2 separate regions of the Arachis hypogaea genome follow, and region 2 is linked to region 1. A link is a contact called in public Hi-C data. All regions are on one chromosome and are shown on one strand. The core of a region is the stretch at or near the end of the contact, and the rest is flanking DNA. Distances in the headings are between cores, read along the strand shown. Region 1 holds the start of LOC112743875 (pentatricopeptide repeat-containing protein At3g22690-like). Region 2 holds the start of LOC112743880 (4-hydroxybenzoate polyprenyltransferase, mitochondrial).

Evidence for each region. A called contact is a pair of places that touch in the nucleus more often than the background predicts.
Region 2: a Hi-C map of an unstated tissue shows a contact between it and region 1, with 6 times the contacts expected there. The contact joins the promoter of LOC112743880 here to the promoter of LOC112743875 in region 1. A contact is called at or near these places in 3 of 8 Hi-C or Micro-C datasets (leaf and an unstated tissue).

Annotation. Positions count from the first base shown.
Region 1 is chr14:120,382,236-120,388,240 of arahy.Tifrunner.gnm2.J5K5, reverse strand. LOC112743875 (pentatricopeptide repeat-containing protein At3g22690-like) reads left to right here and starts at 2,194. Exons shown (of 1, transcript XM_025793275.3): 1 at 2,194-5,066. The coding sequence starts at 2,514. The coding sequence ends at 5,039. LOC140178333 (a long non-coding RNA gene) reads right to left here and starts at 1,971. Exons shown (of 2, transcript XR_011871190.1): 1 at 1,807-1,971; 2 at 1-340. LOC112743877 (protein RDM1) reads right to left here. Exons shown (of 3, transcript XM_025793278.3): 3 at 5,074-5,650. The coding sequence ends at 5,271.
Region 2 is chr14:120,517,306-120,523,847 of arahy.Tifrunner.gnm2.J5K5, reverse strand. LOC112743880 (4-hydroxybenzoate polyprenyltransferase, mitochondrial) reads right to left here and starts at 3,564. Exons shown (of 13, transcript XR_011871193.1): 1 at 3,314-3,564; 2 at 2,824-2,952; 3 at 1,666-1,838; 4 at 111-765.

The DNA of each region.
Region 1 (6,005 bases), core at 945-3,444:
ATCAGAACTGGCCGAATGTTCATCCTCAGCATCCTCATCATCAGAAAAAATGTGCTTAGAGGTAAGATCATCGATGTACTATTTCAGGATATCAATTCTTCCTTTAAATTTTTTCAGCTTGGACTCAACAATTCCATCTCGGCGCCTTTGCTCATCTAGATAGGCTTGTTGCGCCTCCACATGATTTCCAAACTCCTGAACTAAATCTCTCATATACCAGTGAGCTCAATGACCTTGGAGCTGTTTGAGGACCGGGAGGCCTTCGAACTACCAGCCCCTCCTACAACCGGCTTTCCCTTACCTCTTGCACTTGCACTAGTTTTCTTGGCAGCCTTCCCTCCTTTCAAAAATGAAGAACACTCCTCATAAACTTTATTAGATAAATCAATATTGTGAAGTTCAAAGATTATGATTCGTCGCATGCTTGAATGAGTCCAAATACTAAACTGCAAAGTGAACTACTTTCAAGTTCTGCCAAGTTTCTATAGAAAATTGACCAACAAATCCAGAATGGATTCATTGTTAACAAATTTTAACCAAGATCTCATAATCCAGTGAAAAATAAATTGAATGACAAATTTAAATAAAACAAGCTAAGTGGTTTTTGATTAGTATAAAACACTGAAGGAAGCTAATAAACGAGGGAAGAAGAACACAAGTTGTTTGTTAGGCCCTTGGCTAGTTACTCGAATTTAGTTAGAACATTACTCTTATCTGTTGCTTCTTTTTTTTTTGGACAGTAAAATTTCATTGATAAAAAACTGAAGGCCTAGCCTTTTACATAGATTTATCATTACAAAGCACTGTTCTAAACTAAACCAATAGTTTTAAACAATGAAAAACTAACTATCCAGCATTAAATCACTTCAGATTATGTAGCATTCTGCACCAGACCACTAATAATTCATTAAAGCTGGCACTCTGATCTGTTCTAACATGGATATCAGAGTTTTGCTCTGTACAATTGTTATTTGGACTTGGCCCTATATAGATTAAATAACCCAATTGTTGCAACTTCCTCTTCTGGCTTGGCCCAATCTAAAGTAAACTCCTAATACTTTAGCCAATTCATTGTTACCTATATAAGCCTTGATGTTCCTTCAGAGCTAATCAAAATCTTTCAAGAAGGTGATAGAGGAGCCTCTTAGACTGAGTAGTTTGCATCTAATTTCGTTGTTCTTTTTGGGCTTTTAAGTCCCGTTTTAATACCCAAAAAAAAGCCTTGATGTATGCCTACTCCCTAGGTTCAACAGTAGATCTGAAGCCAATGAGCCATAGCTCACACGGCATTCCGCCTCCTCCCCATTTCAAAAGTTTCGGGTTCGAGTCCTACCAGCTGCAACTGAAAAAAAAAATTGGTAAGTATGTGAGGAGTGTGTGGGTATGTACTGTGTACCTAGGATTGGGGGTTGTCCAATCCACCGATAAAAAAAAAAAAAGTAGATCTGAATGATTTTTAATTCTTGTACTACAAGTCTACAACCTTGAGACTTATTCATGGGCATAAAGAAAAGTAGTATCTTTTCAGATTTCTCCCAACAAATCCATAAAGACATATCTAATGCTATTGATATAAGCACAAGGACCATACTATCTCTAAATTCTAAAACCTGCTATGAAAGGTATGTCATTTTACCATCAATGAATCTGACTGCTTCACTCATGAGCCACTACATTTCTTGTGACAATCTAGAATTTTAAGTTATTCTTGGTCTTGGGTGTAACCAAACTATATTTTAAAGGAAATATCATTTGAAAACACCTATAATAATAATAGAGGGGGAGAGAGAGAAATCACATGCTTACCAGATCACCTATACAGCCAACTGCCATCAAAAGGCATTGTGATGACAAATGGAAGGGAAGGCATTCTAGTTAGGATTTCCTTAGTTTCTGCCAACGACACAAGACACTAACACCGGTTAACTGGAAACTTGTTGCCTCGACTGCACATGATTATGTCGTTTTCTCAGTAGCTCAGCTTCTCTGGCTATCTGGATATACAAAGGCCAAAAGATTTGGCAAACAACTTTACAAGTAAAGCGAAGGAGTTATCCAATATGTAGGGGACACTGCCAGATGATAAATAGTCCTGCATTAATTTAGCGACATGTTACCTACTACTTATTATGTCAAATGGGTATTGATTCGTTATAACAAAATTCTCATAGGAAGAAACATGTAACTAACCAGTAATTGGGAAACCAAGACTATCATGCAACCATATGTAAATAGTACTTGAAGATTTTGGTGCTGCTCCTCCAAGTGAGAGCTTCCCCAGTTTCACTGAAACTACAAAATTCACAACTAATTAAAAATATATATAGTTATATAAATCAGTTAATCACTTCAAACAAAATAGCTGAAGCATACTTCAGATTTAGCACTTACCTAGCTAACAGCATATCAAATCAAATAATAAGAAAGGAAAATAATTATTAATTTTCAATCACAAGACATCCCTTCAACTCCCCAACATCAGTTCTTAAAAAAAACCAGTGTTCACAATTACCATGGCGGCGAAGGCCCTTCCTCCCTCTTCTGTGGGCACTTCCCCAGCTATCCAGCCTCCGAAACCCATCACCACCGACCTACCGTCATCGCCGCCATCGCTAAAGCTTATTGGAAGTTGCCACAGCCTCACGGAGCTCAAGCAGTTACACTGCCACTTCATCAAGAATGGCCTTTCTCACAGCGCTTTTCACCTCAACAACCTTATCGCCGCTTACGTCGACGTGGGCACCCACCACAGCCTCGACTACGCTCGAAAATCTTTCGATTATTTCTATGAGGAAACAGCCGCGGTTTCCTTGTTCGCCTGCAACTCTCTCCTCAGAGGTTACGCTTCAACTGGCCTTTGCGACCAGGCTATCTTGCTCTACATTCACATGGCGGAGATGGGCGTTTTACCCGATAAGTTCACCTTCCCGTCCTTGCTGAGTGCGTGCTCCAAAGTTATGGCTTTTGCTGAGGGTCTTCAAGTTCATGGTGCGCTTCTTAAGATGGGTTTCGAGGGAAATATCTTCGTCAGAAACTCTCTCATACATTTCTACGCGGAATGCGGCAGAGTTGACTTGGGACGCAAGGTGTTTGATGGAATGCTTGAGAGAAATGTTGTGTCTTGGACTAGTTTGATCAATGGGTATGTTGGGAGGGACTTGCCCAAGGAAGCTGTTTCTCTGTTCTTTGAGATGGTTGACACTGGGATTCAACCCAATCCAGTTACCATGGTTTGTGTTATATCTGCTTGTGCCAAGTTGAAGGATCTTGAATTGGGGAAAAAAGTTTCTTCTTATATTGGTAAGTTGGGCGTGAAGCTTAATGCTGTCATGGGGAATGCACTCGTTGATATGTACATGAAATGTGGAGACATAGATAATGCAAGCAGAATTTTTTATGAATGTGTTGATAGGAATTTGGTTATGTACAATACGATCATGTCGAATTATGTCCAACATGGGCTGCCAGGTGAAGTGCTAGTAGTTTTGCGTGAAATGCTGCAACAGGGACCACGCCCAGATAAGGTGACAATGTTGTCTACAATTGCGGCCTGCGCGCAGTTAGGTGATCTATTTGTTGGGAAGTCGTCCCATGCTTATGTCTTAAGAAATGGACTTGAAGGTTGGGAAAATATTTCCAACGCCATCATCGACATGTACATGAAATGTGGTGAGAGAGAATCTGGGTGCAAAGTATTTGAGCAGATGCCAAACAAGACAGTGGTGACATGGAATTCGCTAATTGCTGGTTTGGTTAGGGATGGTGATGTGGAATTAGCTTGGAAAATCTTTGATGATATGCCAGAGAGTGATCTTGTGTCTTGGAACACTATGATTGGTGCTTTGGTTCAAGTAAGCATGTTTCAGGAAGCGATTGAGCTATTCAGGGAGATGCAAAACCAGGGAATTGAAGCAGACAGAGTGACCATGGTTGCTGTTGCTTCTGCCTGTGGATATCTAGGAGCTCTTGATCTTGCTAAGTGGGTCTATACCTACATTGAGAGAAATGACATTCAGATTGACAAGCAGCTCGGCACAGCTTTGGTTGATATGTTTTCTAGGTGTGGTGATCCCCAGAGTGCTTTGCGTGTTTTCACGAAAATGGACAAACGAGATGTGTCAGCTTGGACTGCTGCCATCGGTGTTATGGCAATGGAAGGAAATACAAAGGGGGCTATTGAGCTTTTCAATGAGATGCTCAAACAAGGGGTTAGACCAGACGATGTTGTTTTTGTAGCATTATTGACTGCATGTAGCCATGGTGGCTCTGTGGACCAAGGTAGGCAACTTTTCAGGTCAATGAAGACAACTCATGGAATCAGTCCTCGGATTGTTCACTATGGATGTATGGTTGATTTGCTTGGTCGAGCTGGGTTGTTGGAAGAAGCTCTTGATCTTATTCAATGTATGCCTATGGAACCTAATGATGTTATATGGGGCTCTCTTGTAGCTGCTTGTCGGAAACATAATAATGTCGAAATGGCACAATATGCAGCTGAGAAGATAACTCAACTGGACCCTGAAAAGGTTGGCATTCATGTGCTGTTATCCAACATATATGCATCAGCTGGAAAATGGAATGAAGTTGCAAGAGTGAGGCTGCAGATGAGAGAAAAAGGGATCCAGAAAGTGCCGGGATCAAGCTCAATAGAGGTTCATGGACTGATACACGAGTTTACCTCTGGCGATGAATCGCACGCAGAGTATACTCAAATTGGATTAATGCTACAGGAGATAAACTGCAGGCTAAGCGAGGCTGGATATGTCCCTGATACAACCAATGTCTTACTTGATGTTGATGAGCAGGAGAAAGAGCATTTGCTCAGCAGGCACAGTGAAAAACTAGCCATGGCTTATGGACTCATCACTACTAATCAAGGTGCACCCATAAGGGTTGTCAAAAATCTTAGAATGTGTTCCGATTGTCACTCATTTGCTGAATTAGTGTCAAAATTATACAGTAGGAAAATCATTGTTAGAGATAATAATAGGTACCATTTTTTCAGGGATGGATTTTGTTCTTGTAGAGGTTATTGGTAATGGGTTAATATAAAGTGGGATTTCTCACATCTGATTGACAAATCAATTTACTCTTGACCATTGAACTGGAATATTCACATACAACAGAAAAAAGAAGCCCCAAAACAAATGACTAGTTAAACAAAAGAATCGGGGCTAGATGATCAAGAGAGCTGTTCAAGTTTGCTTTGCCAAAACCTAGCAAGTAAACGTTTTGCAGGATACTTAACAAAGCCTTTAAACTAACTGGTTTCACATCGCATTCTCTAAAGTCGGGAAAATGGCATCAACAGAACCATTGTACATTGGATCCAGCTTCCAGAGTTCGGCAATCTGAAAATGCGATGAGGTCTGTCGATGGACTTCTTCCATGAGCCAAATGGTAGCTTCGGCTTTGGTCGGATGAATCAAGTTGTCTAAGGGTTTGTATTCATCCTTGCTGTTAAGTCTCAACTGATCCCATTGCTTAAGGATAACATTTGTGAGGTAATGGAGAGGCTGTCCATAGAGTTGCTTCATTGATTTGCCTAATCCCATCCATGAATTAAATGGGATGACAGAGCCTCGTTGACTTGGTATTGGTATCTGCTTCATGTACTCCTGATACATTTCTGCCCGTCTAATGAGTATATCTGCATACAAGCATGAGCTTTGGAATAGTTATATTCATAAGAATGCAAAGCAGTATAGGGTCTAGATAATAAGAAAGGCATGCACAATTGATCTCCAAACCACTCATCGAAAGAGTTTTCTTGGCTGATATTGTTGTAGTTGAAGCAATCATTAACACAAATAATTCGGAGAATGTGTATAAAATACCAAAAACATAACAAATCACTTATTGAGGATTTGGTTACACATGTTATGGGCATTGAAAGCTACATAATTGTATTACAACAAAATTAACTTTGCATTAGTAATAAGAAACATAAAAAAGTTGAGAGTAAATAACATGACACATGAATCAAACGGAAAGAATAGAGTGGT
Region 2 (6,542 bases), core at 2,315-4,814, 130 kb before region 1:
ACATATATATTTCCAATTAGCAATCAAATTCATATTATAAAATTACTGAACTGTCCTTGTTTGTCGACAACAAGGCATATGCCCATAAGCCAAGTAAATAGAACACTTACCACATACAAGGCCATAGAAGCAACCATGTCCCAATGGGCTTATCTAGGCGAGCAAGCTGTGCATAGGGCTGAACCTGCCTAGGCAAGTACAAATCAATCCAAGAGATATTTGCTTTACTCACATTACCACTTTGATTCTTATTTCCCTCTGATCCCTCTTTTAAACTCGAAGGTGATGTAGAGATGTGCTGAACAAACTGAAAATTTGAGAGAGCTCGAACAGTTTTAAAAGCTTCAAATTTAGAATCCTGATGGTGGTATTGCCCAAATGGACCGAGTGAAAGATAGAAGTTGCGGTTTATGCTTATAGATGGTTTAGTGGAGATTAAAGGATTGAAGATGGAAGGGGAAGGATATTGTATTGAGAGGAAAGAATATTTGAGAAACCTATGTGAAGCACGAGAAATCAAAGTTGATGCCATTCTTTTTATCAAAATCAAACAAGTTAGAGGGAAGATAGTCTCTTTGTTGCTACTCGTTTCAAAGACTTGTAAGCATTCGGTTGGAGGATGAGCAACAAAAGTTCAGGGTTATATTAAATTTTTAGACCCACATCTTGAATGGATATTAAGTAAACAAAGCTTATCCAACACTTTGATATCACTCTTCATGTAGGGGTGAGCCTTCATTCAGAAATCATTGAACTTACAAAATCCTGAATACAAAAATAATAGAGCTTCAAGAACATTTTTCAAATTCTTCAATAATAAAAGAATGCACAAAACTAAACTAATTACCACTATAAGAATTCAAAAATTTTAACATGACATTTTAATAATTTCTTCATCAACTAAATTAGAGTACCACATGGAGTCATTTGCTTCAAAATAAGATAGCATTCAAACATAAGAATGTAAGTTGGGCCTAAATAACCAAATGATGGAAAAACATTACGTTTCAGTTACTAAAACACTGTCCAATATGCAAGTTAATGTTCATGTGATGTTTGATGCATCTCTAGGATATCAATATTATAAGTGGAAAAAATTGATCTTCTCCAAAATAAACTATGTTTGGTGTTAAAGAAAATGAAAATGAAGAAAAGGGACAATCTAAGGGTATGATTTTTTGTGGAAACATGTTCTGTTTCCATTCTCTCTACTCAATTCTAAACAATCGTTTTATTTTTTCATTTCTTGAAAACATATTTCTTTTGTTCGTTTCCATTTCTATCTCTTTTTTTTTCCTCATACAAAAGAACACATGTAGGTGACAGAGCCAGAGCATGAAATGAAAGAGAGTCCAGAGATCAAAGACCTACATTTTCTTATATATATATAACCAATAAGCTCACAGTAATTCAAATCTATTTAATTACTAATTTTATATATACATACGAACAAATAAAATAAATAAAATAGAAAAGCAGCATATTTTCTAGTACTCACTAAGAACTTTGATCAAACATGTGGCTCGCATCACTAACCGTGTAGCTACAGATTCAAACACGGTATCCTATCTAACAACCCATTCATTATATTCAAAAATATTTCTACCATATTCAAAACAATTGGAAAAACAAGAAGAAGAAATTGTGAATGCTGGTATATTTGACCTGGGAATATGAATTGAAGGCTCTTCTTTGTATAGAGGAAGAGAGAGAAGAAAGGTTATTGAAGCTCATGGGCATGGGAACAAAGGGCTTGAGTATTTTGATAGCATCTGCCGCCGTCATTCCGAGGAGGAAACACCACACAACATGCTTGCAAACTCGGAAGCCATTGCCAACTGCCAAGTAGAGAAAAGGAACTCTAATAATAATAATAATAACAATAATAATAATAATAATAACTCACAAGTCACAGCCGTCGCATTTTCTCAAGGATGCGAGAACCGGACCGGTCATCGAACCGGTCGAGTGACTGGTTCAATGGTTCAATCGGAGTTGAACCGTGGTTGAACCGGTTTAATTAAATATAGAGTAAAATTATAAAAAATTCAATACATAATTTTAAAAATTTAAATTCAATCATTTCTAAACTAATAAAATTCAAAATTTAACAATTTCACAAAATAAATTATTCATAATTTATCATTAAAAGTCACCACCAGTTCACAAAATTAAAGCATTTTGTCTATGAAATCACCTAAATTGCAAGAAGTTTGAGCATTCCACTCATTTAGGTGTTTTCATGACAGAAATAACATCAAGCACAAGCATGAAGAGCTACCATGAGCAATGGATAAACATGAGTTTCATAACTTAAACAAGCATCAAGAGACAACCCAAAGTGCATTATTCTTGAACAATTTGCCTAAACAAAGAGTGGTTCAAACTATATGGTAACTACAACATATAATTCAAACTCAAAGCATCAGAGGCATTTAATCGAACACCTAGCATGCAATGTACAAATTCAGCATAAACAAACAAACTTCAGCTGTAATGCTTACCCATTCAACAACTTCCACACTTAATACAGCCAAACACAATAATAAATAGAAGTAATCAAGCTTATATAAGCAAGCAAAGCATCAGCCAACCGACAAATTTCCAATTCTCAAAACTTGCAACAAACCTAGAATCTACAAACTGAACTACCTTATTCCAACAACCTAGAATCCACTAACGGAAATAAAAAATACAACTAAACTAATGTAGAACAAACTATAGAATTAAAGCTAAACAAAACAGCAAGAGAAAACAGAACAAAAACCTGAAGTACTAGTCAAAGATGGAAATGAAGAAGGGAGGAAAGAGTTGCTGTCGTACTATGATGCTGCCACGACCAGAGACGGCAATGAGAGGTCGCCGCAGACCAAGAAACTCTACGAAAAGAGGATGGAACAGAGGCTCAGCTTCGACTCAGAGATAGAAAGTCGCAGATTGAGAAAATTGAACCTACATCAACAGAGCAGAATTGAAAAATTTGAACCTACAACAACAGAGCAGAATTGAAAAATTGAACCTACATCAAATGCTTTTAAAATAACAGAATGATTAATCATATAATTAACAACATAAAAACAACTAAAAAACAGAACAAGATGTCAAGAGAAGAACTCTGCATCTGAAGAACATCAACCTACTTCAAATCTGCCCTAAATTCTTCAATGAATAAAAAATAAAAAATTTAATTGAAGAACAGACGAACAAAAGAACAGAAACAAAAGGGCAGAGCACAGAAGAACAGAAGAACAAAAACAAAAACTAAAAAAGATTGAAGAACAGAAGAACTCAGTAGTCACTAGTCAGTACTCACCGGCGGCGAGGAGGAAGGTGAGCAACGGCGACGACAGAGGAGGCGACACCGGCGAACACAGAGAAGGCAAGCTCGGCGATGACAAGGACGCGGCCTTCAAACCCGTCGCTGCAGAACGCGGTGGCTGGCTGGCTGCTCGATTGGTTGCTTGTTGTGGCTTCTATGGTTCCAGCGAAAGAGAGGAGAGATGAGTTTGTGAAGAGTGAAGAGTGAAGAGTGAAGATGGGTTAACGGGGAAGATTTAAGGCTTCGTTCGTTTAGTTTTTTTTTTTTTTTATATATACAAAACGACGCCGTTTAGAGGGGGTTATTTCCGAACCGAAAACCCTTTAAAAAACCGGACGGTTCTCATGGTTCACCAATTAACCGCCGGTTCGACCGATTTTTCACCGATTTTTTGCTAGACGGTTTCTGATCTTATCTGGACCAGTTAGATAAACGGTTTCCGATTAATCCGATTGAACTGACCGGTCCGATTCGGTTTTTAGAACCATGCATTTTCTTTCGCCGGATGTTCTCGTAATTACTATGTGTGTGTTTGGATTATAATTTGTAAACCGGAGTTTGTAATTTGTATAAAAGTGATTTTGTAAACTTAATTTGGATAAAAAGTAAGTTTGCGTTAATGTGATTTATGTTTGGCAATCTTTCTATCAAAATGGATTATAGTATAATAAATATTGTTTGGAATATACTATTCAAAATCACTTTTAGATTAAAATTACTAAAAGAGACATCAATTTAAATAATTTTTTATATTATCCTATCATTTTACTTTAAATATCTGAATAAATCTTATTAATTTATTTTATAATAAAATTAATATTTACTTACTAAATTAAAGTAACATATAAAATATTGATAAAATATATTTTAATACATAAAAATACTAAAGGGAGTACTATACATTTTATAATGTCAAACAAAAAGAAAATGTTCTATATTATTTTATAACGTGATTTATGTTTGGTAATTTTATTCAAAATGGATTATAATAAGCTAAATATTATTTGGAATACATTATTTTAAATCACTTTTAGATGAAAAATTACAAAAAAAAATATGAATTTAAATAATTATTTTATCATTTTATTTTAGATATTTAAATAAATTTTAATATTTTTTTAGTATTCTCAATACTCTTTAATATTCTAATAGGATTAATAAAATCATAATTAAAAACAAAAAAATATTCCATACAAAAAAAAATAAAATAACGATAAAAAAATTTATATAAATAAAAAATAATAAAAAATTTATAAAAAAAATAAAAATATGCATGAAAGAGTATTAGAAAAATAATATTATAAAAAAAGTAACAAAATTTATCGTATAAATAACAAAGGATACAATTGGTACATAGAAATAAAGTTCAGTCCTGAAAAGTTGAACGTAAAAACTATAAATTATAACTTTTGGTAAATGTGGATTGAAGGGTAGAATCAAATTTATGTTTAGAGTACCAAAAAATAAAACTTTCAAAAAAACTAAACAAACTTTTGATACTTCAAATCTAATCCAAACATATCCTATATGATCTCTAAACTATAATTTTTTAAAACAAAAATACAGTTTTACCATATTATCATACACAATTATCACTATAATACAACTAATTATATTCATGAAGAAAAAGACGTAACTGGTGATATAAAAAAGAACTTATATATTTATCAATTAAAATTAAAATTAAATTATAATTCCAACATACTTTTTTTAAATCTCAAATCATGATTTGAACTTTAGACCTACATCCTAAAAGAATAATTAAATTAAATTTTATGATTATTGTTATATATAAATTTGGTTTATATTTTTTCCATATACAAATCCAAATTCAAACTCAAGTATTCACTGCCCAGAAAGGAAAAGAAAAGAATACCAATAATTCATAACCCACCACATCCAATATTATACAAAAAAGCCCAACACACTAATCATCATTAATAATTATAACATCTCGTTGCCCCATTTAAATACCTAAAAAAAAAGTTATAACATCTCGAATTCTCAATCAATATAAAAAAAAATTATAACATCTCGATTTGATCTAGTTGTTAGTTAGTTAACCCGCTTAAACAAGTGTGGAAAGTTTAAATCCAGTTTTATGCCTTTAAATAAAATTCAATACTGTGATGGATTAATTTTTGATCTATTAGATTAAGAAATACGGTAAGAAATAAAAAAAAATTATAACATCAATTCTCAATGGGGAGGACTGAAGTGGATTGGGGCCTCTGGGCCTGTGCTTAAGAATTTGGACTGAAAAACTTCAGAAAAAAGAGAGAATTTGGATTTTAGATTTTAGTGTAGGAGATGTGTATCATATTTTTTCTTTTTGTAAAAAGATTATATTCTGATGTGTTGCATCTTATGTGTAAAAATTTAGATGTCTCTATTTCTAATAACAATATGAAAAATTGAGAGAGAACGTATGATCTATAATAACATGAAAAATGGAATATCTCTATAGAAGATATTTATATCTAGATTTGTCCTCAATATAATATCCCTAATGCTTCTTACGATATGTGGGAATTTATTAGTTGTCATCAAGTTCTTAGAAAAATATTTTTTTTTATTTTTAGTGTATATAAAAAAATATTAGTAGTAAAAATAAGAATTTTAAAAAATAAAAAAATTATTTTTAAAAAATTATAATTTATATCTTTTTTTAAAGATTTTTGTTATTTTAAAAAATATGTTTTTAATATAATAAATAAAAAATATTTTATATTATTATATCTAAATATAATTATTAATTAAAAAAATATTTTTATATGACATATTTAAATATAAATTTATTTTTATTTTTTAAAAAAATCTATAAATTTTTTTTTATAAAAATTCACCAAAACAAACTTTAAGTACTGTTTGACTTTTTATGAATGAAAGTTCTCTACGGATGATATTGTATATCAAAATTTATTTTCTCAAATTTATTATCTATGTCACTAATGCTTCTTATAATCTGTCGTTTCACTTTTTTAATAAATGAAAGTTCTTTCTTCTATAAAAAATGATTGAAATTGGCCAAAGTGTTTAGACGTCGACAAATTTTTATTAAGACAATGGAATAAATCCTTTTCTTCTTCAAAAATTTTTATTTAGGCAATGGAATAAATATTTTTCTTCTTCCATATTATTCGTGCATATTTTATTTTTATCTCTCTTATTTTTTTATTCTCTCTTAGTTTTTCAAATTTAATAGACAAGATTATTCTATATA